2 separate regions of the Oryza sativa genome follow, and region 2 is linked to region 1. Evidence: chromatin contacts called from public ChIA-PET data. All regions are on one chromosome and are shown on one strand. Each heading gives the region's core, a stretch centred on a gene start, on an enhancer-like site or on the middle of the called end of the contact. The rest is flanking DNA. Distances are from core to core; before and after follow the strand shown. Region 1 holds the start of LOC4323884. Region 2 holds the start of LOC4323889 (putative clathrin assembly protein At2g01600).

What was found. ChIA-PET counts read pairs in DNA pulled down with a chosen protein or histone mark.
Region 2: a contact with region 1 is called in an RNA polymerase II ChIA-PET map of leaf, with 6 times the contacts expected there. The contact joins the promoter of LOC4323889 here to the promoter of LOC4323884 in region 1. A contact is called at or near these places in 1 of 15 Hi-C or Micro-C datasets (an unstated tissue) and 1 of 4 datasets of contacts at active chromatin or transcription factors (leaf).

What each region holds. Positions count from the first base shown.
Region 1 is chr1:29,266,100-29,270,635 of ASM3414082v1, reverse strand. It overlaps LOC4323884, which reads left to right and starts at 2,477. Exons shown (of 7, transcript XM_066306483.1): 1 at 2,477-3,345. The coding sequence starts at 2,523.
Region 2 is chr1:29,315,109-29,319,644 of ASM3414082v1, reverse strand. LOC4323889 (putative clathrin assembly protein At2g01600) reads right to left here and starts at 2,477. Exons shown (of 15, transcript XM_015766518.2): 1 at 2,236-2,477; 2 at 1,986-2,055; 3 at 1,690-1,787; 4 at 682-820; 5 at 479-606; 6 at 257-349; 7 at 92-142. The coding sequence starts at 2,325.

The sequences.
Region 1 (4,536 bases), core at 1,228-3,727:
TCGTAAAATCACACTTTCCTAAGCCTAAATCTGTAGTACTACGTAAAGTAACAAAAAAAAAAGTTGTACTCCGTATGGATTGTGTAATTTTACTTCTTTTGACTTTAATTTTGTTGTTATATATGACTTTTATCAGTTTGAATTTTTTTCATGTATTTTTTTTCAAAAATTAAGAATCATAAATTTATTTCATTTAATTTTATAATTTTTGTATGGTTAAATATCTTGTTCAACCATTTATATGGGAAAAAAGGAGAAGTAGTGAGATAATGGCATTTTGGTACTTTTGAAATATGCCAAGGATTTATAGATAGTCTCCGAGTGTGTGAGATAGTAGTCATATTCTTCTATTTCATTTTATCCACATAGTATATTTGTTTCCTTCCTTCTATTTATCATGAATTCGCAACTCTCAGGTTAATCCATTACTAAAGAGCTTATTCAACTTATTCATATAATTGTTTACTCCTACTTCAAAAAATACATTTATTCATTTTTAAGCTATTGGTTAAATTTATTTTCAAAAGTATTTGATTTATTCCTTTTCGAACGGTCAGGCCGTTGCCGACGTTTTATATTAAGAAGAAGGTGTTCCATTTTAAGGAGAAAACAGGACCAAACCTTACAGTGTCTAGTTAATTAGGAAAAACTGAGCGAAAACTACAACTACAACACCACATCAATAGCTAACCTAACTTACACTACCATGACGGAGCCCAACATAAGACATCGGTCAAGCTTGCCATAGAGGCGACACGGCAACCCACACATGTTATCATTGCCAAGCTTACCACCCAAGCGACACATCAGTTTCGACTTCACTGCAATGCTACCCCAACGCCAAATAAACAAACAAAAACGACACCCATGAAGGACATCAGCCCAAATTCCTACACACAGTTAGCATCAACAACCCTATAAGGAGATCGCGGTGTGTGTCATCGTTGCCAAGTTTCGTCGCACCCCTACAGCAAAGCAGCTCCGACTCTACCCAGTAGTAACCAAACAAGGATGATGAATACCTGCCACAAAGCAAGAAATGAAACCAAGGCGGCAAAGGCCTCGTCAAACACACTAGGCTTGTAGAGCTTCAAAGGCATTGCAGGAGCCCACCAATGGCTACCGTTGCACGCGGAAGGTTCTTGGTGCTAAGAGAAGTCAACGCCAAAACGACACCTCCAAGGAGGGAAACGACGCCTAATGGTGCCGTCGTTGTCATACCGGCCCATGCCCTAGCAAGGCTTTCGCCAGTGATTCCCAATCAAATCCCTACACAACTGTCCTGCCCAACGACCGTTGTTGGACCACCACGCTATCCCTTCAGCGCCCCTGTGCGTATAGTAAAGTAGATAATGGTATAATAAAGTAGATAATCCGAGACGATAGTTTGTCCAATTATCTAAATCGAAGCATGTGAACCGTATTCCAGCTTTTGCGTGATTGAACTCCGAAATTAGGCGAATCATATTGATTTCAGATTTGACAGGCTAGCTCAAAGATGTTTATTAACGTGTGCTTCTCGACGCCACTGTCAGCCGTTTGGGGTCGAGCTACAATTTGAGCAAAGGACACCACCGGCCTTTGTTGTTTAACTGACAGTATTAATACGAGTTATTTAATGCATAGATCAAGAGATTACATGCCTCCCATAGTTCCATCGACAGTGATACTAACTATGAGTTAACAATTGAACCAGAAATAAGGGCCCTTTAAATCAAAAGATTTATGTAAAAATTTTCTAGGATTCTTTCTATATGATTTTTTTATTTGGCCCTTTAATTCAAAGGATTGAAGCTTTTCGAATCCTATGAAATTCATATGGTCATGGGTAGCACCTTAGGTCTTGGGTTTAACTCCTCATGGGAGCAAATTTCCTAGGATTTAACGGCATCGTGCTTTCAGTGGTAGGTCAATCTCCAGGATTTGTCGGCCAAGTCTTCGAAGATACTCATAGGGGTAGCGCTTACGTGCGTGCGTTTAGGTTGCGTGCGTTTAGGAGTGAATGTACGTGCGTTGTGAGTCTCTAGGTTATATTGCGTAATTCTAAAAAAAAAAGGTAAAAATGGAGATTTTGTGGTAAATAACAGAAAATGATGTTCCCTGCCGATGTGACCAAAAATACACCCATCGACATTTCGATGCACCGATATGCTTGGTTTTAAGTTATTACAATAAATACACCTACTTAACACCCACTTACCAAGCTCATGCCATGTGAATGTGATTTACTTCTTTTGATAGAACACCTTTTCTGATTCTACATCTTTTGCAAATTACAATACTTAACATCCACAGATTTTTGTACAGTGTTATGTTCCTAAATCCTAATCGGTCATCTACTTCAACATCTACTCGTAAATCCTCTACTACTCCGTAGGCTGTAGAAGTTGAACCAATTACCCGGGCGGCCGGCACGTTCCCTAATCGCCCGATCTAAACAATACACAAAAAAGTCTCGACCCGTTTCGCCCCGACCGGTCGCCGCGCCACCACCCACTCCCCCTCAAACACCGGCGGTGGTCATGCCGCCTCCGCCTCCTCCTCCGCCGCCGCCGCCGCCGTCTCCTCCTCGCCTTCCTCTCACCGCCCACCGCCTCCCTCTCCCGCCCGCGACCTCGCCCCCCGCCTCGCTCCTCCTCGCGCCGCGCCCTTCCCCCACCCGCGCGCTCGCGCTCCTCTTCCCGGACTCCTCCGCGCGCCTCCTCCCCTCCCTGCCGCCCGCCGCCTCGCTCCCCGCCACCGCCGTCCCCTCCCCGCTCGCCGCTGCCGCCTGCTTCGTGCTCCTGCTGCCCTCCTCCCACCTCCTCTTCCTCTCCGCGCACCCGTCCCCTTCCTCCCCCGCGGCCCACCTCCGCGCCTACTCCCTCGCCTCCGGCCGCTTCTCGCCCGCCCCGCTCTCCTTCAAGCGCCAGGCCTCCGCCTCGGGGCTGCCCCTGCACGGCCTCCCGTTCGGCCTCGGCGTCCGCCTCGCCGGCGGGGTCAACGCCGTGGCTCTGCTGTCCCTCTCCGCCGGGCAGATCTGGGTGCTAGCCCCAGGGATGGCTGCGGACGGGCGCACGGTGGAGCTGCACAAGTGCGCGGTCGTCGAGCTCGAGCCGTCGCGGCCGGTGTACGCCATGGAGGTTGCCATGGGGAGGCTGCTCCTCGGTGAGGCTGGTGGTTTGCGCGTGTTCCCGCTACAAGGCTTGATGAAGAGTGGGAAAGAGAGGCAGGTGAGGAAGGAGGGTGCGGGGGCAGCAGTAAGGAAGAGCCTGCACAAGAAGAATGGAATTCGGAATGGTTTTATTGTGCCAATTGGGCATGGCGGTAGCGAGGGAGGTGGCAAACGAGAAGCTGTTTCCACTCGTGAGTATCCTTAATTTTCCTTGAAGCTTTGATTCTAGTATTTGATTATCTTAGTGCTATAATGTGAAAAAGGTTGATCACTATCTTTGTGAATGACACCTAGGTTAGGTAGTATTTGATTGCACTTAGAAAAAGTGCAGGATATAAGGTAGCTCTAATCTTCTTATAGTGTTGTTGTTTTTGTTATGTCTGTGTCTAGGCAAAGCATTTGAGTGTTCACTTAGGGTCGCAATAGAGCAAGTGTAGTGTGGCGGAGGTACCGATAGAACAGGATATACCTTCAGTTGATTTGTGCAAAACTGATGATTTGATAAAATAATATTTGCCCCAACACAAGGAGCAAAGTTGGGAACTATTTTTCAATATAGTATATTTTTTCTTTGGTAAATCCCATGTACATGCCCTTTGTAGCAGAAAACTACGGGTTCACAAATTTCACATAACTACATGGAGCTTGATAGTACTATTAAGTATTAACACAAAAACACATTGTTTGATACAGGATTTGTGAAATTTGATATTTTCTGTATTATAACTCTCAAGTTTTTCTAACAATTATATAATACTTTCTCAGCCCCATTGGTGGTTTCATGAGCAAAATGTTTTTTTTTAAGAAACTGATAACAATTGTTTGGTGTACTACTTTGTATTTAAGGCTAATATTTGTAAAGGATGAATGGAGCTAAATAATTGTCTCTGCAACATGCTGATATTTTTTTTAACTCTAACATATCTGGTTGTTAAAGTCCACTTGGATTTTGTTTGCAACCTTGTAGTTCAAACTGCTACCTTATTCCTTATAATCATGATCTGTACAATTCTATCGATTGATCAGTAACTTTTGATGGAGTTAATGAGGAATAATGTTAGAATTTTCTTTCTGACTTTTGTGCTTTTAGCTACTTGTAGGTGCAGACATAAGTTGCATGGCCAATTACTAGGGACTGTAAAACTATAAATTTAACAAAGAGTGCATTATATATATTTTGTCTATGGCTAATTTTACAACAAAGCGAAGAAAGAGAACATGAAAAGAAGGGAAACCCAACTGTGTAAAAACCTGTGATCATGTTTTCTAACAACTAAAATCGCTGTTTATCAACCACTCACGACGACACCGAGATCTTCGACTTAGCTCCCACAGGTCCCAGGCTCGTCACCCCGGGAACTCGCAGCCCATCACAACTACTC
Region 2 (4,536 bases), core at 1,228-3,727, 49 kb before region 1:
TGTTTGCAATGGAGCGATTGGGTAATAAAAAGAAACACATCTGCATCCACAAGAAGAAAAACACTGGTGTAAAAGAAAAAACATAGCTTACCAGAGCTAGAGCATACTGCACCAAATAATTGCTATTTGCAGCTCCTTCTGGCTGCATAAGAAGAAAGAAAGCTGTCAGGTTATCTTCACAAAAAACAGACTGGAAAATTAGATTTTAGAATGTTTATTTCCCCCATTAGTCCAAACTGGCAAAAGAGAAAATCACCCGACATCCAATAAGTCGATAGAGTAACTGCTGCAGTGCTGGTAATTGCTCCAGCAAGTCCGGAGAATCTAATTCTCTGGTTCTACTGTGGCCCTGAAAAAGTCACAATATGAAGAATTCAGCAAGATAGAAACCAATAATTGACAAAATGTTGTAACTCTAATTATAATCATGGTAGCTAATTTGACTACAATAACCAAATGAGATTGATAATAACCAAACCTTTTCAGGCCCTTGACCCTGCTTCGACAAACGCTCAGCTTCAATATCGTACTTTAAGACCCTGAAGCATTCCAGTCTTTCCTCCAAAAACAAACCGTATGTACGAACCCATGAAGAATAGTCCCAAGCTGGATAAAAAGTTGTATTAGAAACAATGGGAATTTAGGAGGTGATACTAAAGAAAATTGATGTGCTCTACTAACCAACAGGGGTGGAGTCATCCTTGAAGTTTGATAATTGCAAAATCCGCACTCTTTGTGTGAAAGTAAGAAACTCTTCACGGAATGTAGGATCACCATCCCGGAGAAGCCTGTGGATCACCACAAGTGTCTTCAGTGCAACCTACATAGTGCATGAAATGAATGTTACATTAATTGGCTCCAGATGTGGACCAGCGAATACTTGCAAATAGAACAGAACACTGAAGAGTGTCTGAAGTATTGCTGATCTGCTGTTGAAGTGGTGGCACGAAAACCATAAATCAGAAAAACTTGTTTGGGACCAAGCCGATTTACTCCCTCCGTTTCACAATGTAAGTCATTCTAGCATTTCCCACATTCATATTGATGTTAATGAATCTAGACATATATATCTATTTGGATTCATTAACATCAATATGAATGTGGAAAATGCTAGAATGACTTACATTGTGAAACGGAGGAAGTAGCACATTGAGTTTCACCAAATCAGCCAAAAAAGATCCAGATCAAAGCAAGCATTTAATATGAGACAGAACATCACAGAATCGAAAAACATGATTCAGGGCAACCAGAAAAATAGAGAAACCATGGATGGTGAACAAAAGGCTATCAAAATCAACAAGAAAGACCAGAAAAATGCAGACCATCTCAGATATAGAGAAGAGAGAATGTTAATCAATTGAGTTAAGTTATATTTCAAGTTTGAGATATATCGAGGGCATAAGCGGTAACATAATTTAAATGTACATTCTACTATCCTGGATGGTTGGATGCCCACATTAGCACCACTGTACCACCGCTAAACCACAAAAAGCTCAAGCTCAGTATCCTAACTTCTTACACTGCGGCAGTTACATAAATGACTACATTTATATACTGCAAAAATTTCAGTTTTGCAACCCGCCTGTTACTCGACTACAGTATGGCAAGCGCTCAACGCAACCTAAGCATAAAAGATACAAACATAAAACATAAACACGAAAAATCTCAACAGGAGTGCACGGTGCTTACAATCCAATTCCGGGTCTTGGCGAGGCGACGAGCAAGAGCATGGATGCAGTAGGCGACATCCGCCCGAGGCCTACCGATGGACGTCGCCGCTGCAATCTCTGCAACACAACCACCAACCCATCAAACACCAAACCCAACAGAGAATGGGGAAAACCCCAACAGCAAGTACCCTCCATCCCACCGAACAATCTCAATTCTCAAATCTGATTCCACACACACTGAACTAAATTAAGCAGAAAATCGCAAGCGAGGATATAGGAGATTGGCAGATTGGTAGTGAGGACGAATCAACGTACTTCGCAGGTGGCGCTCCTTGGGCGGGCACTCGACGTGGTTCGTGGCCTTCACAATCGCCACATCCAGATCCTACAGAGGGGAAAAGAAAAACATCGCAAACTAAAATAAATCCCAATGGATGCGTACAACACAGATCCAAACGCCTCCCCCTCCTGGACTCCTCGTCCCCCAGTCGGTTGCGGCAAATCGGATGAACTGAACCAGTTTGCGCCACTGGATTGGGGGAGGGTGCAAAAGCTCGACGCGGACCTTGAAGTCGGAGTTGAGATTGGCGAGGCTGACGGTGGTGGTGTCCTTGAGCGCGCCGTACGCCTTGCGCCAGCTCTGCAGCGCCGACATTCTCTGCTCCTCCTCCTCCTCCGCTCGCTCGCTCGCCGCCGCCTGCTGCCGCCTCCTCGACTTTTTTTTTTCTCTCTCTCTCCCCCCTTTGCTTCTGATTATTTTTTTCTCTCAGCCCTGCGGCCTGATTCGATTTCCGGCTACGCGTCCGCGAGATTGCTCGGTGCACGGAACGGCAAATAAATAGGAAGGCTTCGTTTTTCCGATATTGCCAAATGTGAAGGCGCGTTGGCACTTTTCATCACACCTTCTAAAGCCTGACGAGCAGAAGCTATAAAAAGGATTTCTTTTAAATCGAGGAGAGATGAAACTTTTTAAATACTCGGATTTAAATTAGAAAATGAATCACTTCTCGAATTTAAAATTCCAATGGCCGCCTGAGACAGCGTGTCCAGATGATTGGTTTGTTGGATTGTTGATTAATTGGTGGAATCTCATATTTTAGACTGTAACAGAGTACTAAGTAGTAGTATTTTTCAAGCCTAATTCGAAGGCAATAAGCTAGAGTCAATTCAGGCCGGCTGCTGCTCCTATCAAAAGCGGTAGTGTAGCAGCTGGTTTGGTTACCAGGCAGTTCCATGAAAGTGTTTAGGTTGGCTGGTCCAACATTGTCAAAAAGGCCCAATTAAGCTACGGTTTAAAAAATTTGGGAAAATTGGAACCATGCCATTATAATTTTATAAAATTTGAGATATGTCATTCTAACTCACATGTCATTGACTCATGTAGGTCCTACATGTCATTGAGATACCAATGACATATCTTAAACTTTGCAAAGTTATAATGACATGTTTCCAAATTACCCTTAAAACTTTGGTTAAACCTTTCTTCTGCGCATGGCTTGACTCGTGAGCATGCGCTAGGCATGATAGAAGAAAGAATCTCAGCACAGACAAGTCATTCATATTTTATGCTGTACAGAACGAAAAATGCGTGGTGGTTTGGCTGTAAAGACGATTGACAACTCCAGTGTGTCCTAACACCGGTGGTCCTACCGCAGCAGCATGCAGCTTGGTTTCTTCCTTGGAAAGGTTTGGTACCAGAGAAAGGTAGGGAGAGGTGAGTTGCCACCGTGCCAGTTCACAGGCACGTCTCACCTGTGACAAAACTGCGGATTCGTGTGGCTTGGAAGATTTAACTGCATGCACGGCGTCGGATTGACAGGGACTACGAGAGAGGAGAGTGATTCGCTGCTGATTCTGAAGAGGAGGGGAATGCGGGGGACGGTTGCGTTCTCCCTTTCCAAGTCGGTCGGGGTAGCTGGGTTGTCTCGCCGGGTCCCAGGCTCGCCACCGCTCACCGGACTTGGATGTGAGGACGAAGCAGACGGCTGGCGTTGGAGTCGACCGGCAGTTGGTCCGCTTGCATATGGCACAGAAACACACTGACACGCATTCGGCCCGTTCCCTCGATGCGTCGTTCGGAATGGGCCAAAATCCCGGCCCTGTATTTGGTGATGGCCTGGGATTTCAGTGGACTTAGCAAGTCAGAAGCCTGTGAGAGCCCAATAAGCCCTACGCTGTGGACAAACTTCTGCCGTGCGTTTTGTTATACACTCTTTTCTTTGCCATCGACGGTTTCACCAGTGGCGCGACGCGATCCGCGTCAGGCGCATCTGACGGATCTGCTTCCTTCTGGACCGAAAATTGTGCGCATGTATGCTATCCCGATGCAGCGTCTTGCTATTATAACTCCAATCAAACTACGAATTCTGGTAGAGGCCCTGACGATCTACGTGCGCCTCAGCGAGGGCCCCAAAGATCAATTCTCCGCCCTCGCCATCCATGTGATGGAAAAAGTGCACCAAGGTCCCTCAACTTGCCATCGAATTATAAAATTATCCCCCAACCACAAAACCGGATATCCGGTGTCCCTCAACTAACCAAAACCGGTCATAATAGGTCCCTCGGTGGTTTTAACCCGGTTTTATCCTATGTGGCTGCTAACTCAGCGTGGGACCCACGTGGGCCCCACATGTTAGGCTGCCACATCAGCGCATACTCTATTTCCCCCTCTTCTCTCTGTTCTCTCCTTCCTTCCTCCCCCTCGCTCTCTGCTCTCGCACGAGCGGCAACGCGTGCGGCCGGCGACGGTGGCTCCCGAGTGGCGGCGCGCGGGCTCGCCGGCCTCCCCGTCCCCCTAGTGTGGTCGGCGATGGCGGCGTGCGGTTGCGGCCATCATGCGGAAATCGACTCGACGACGCCGCCATCA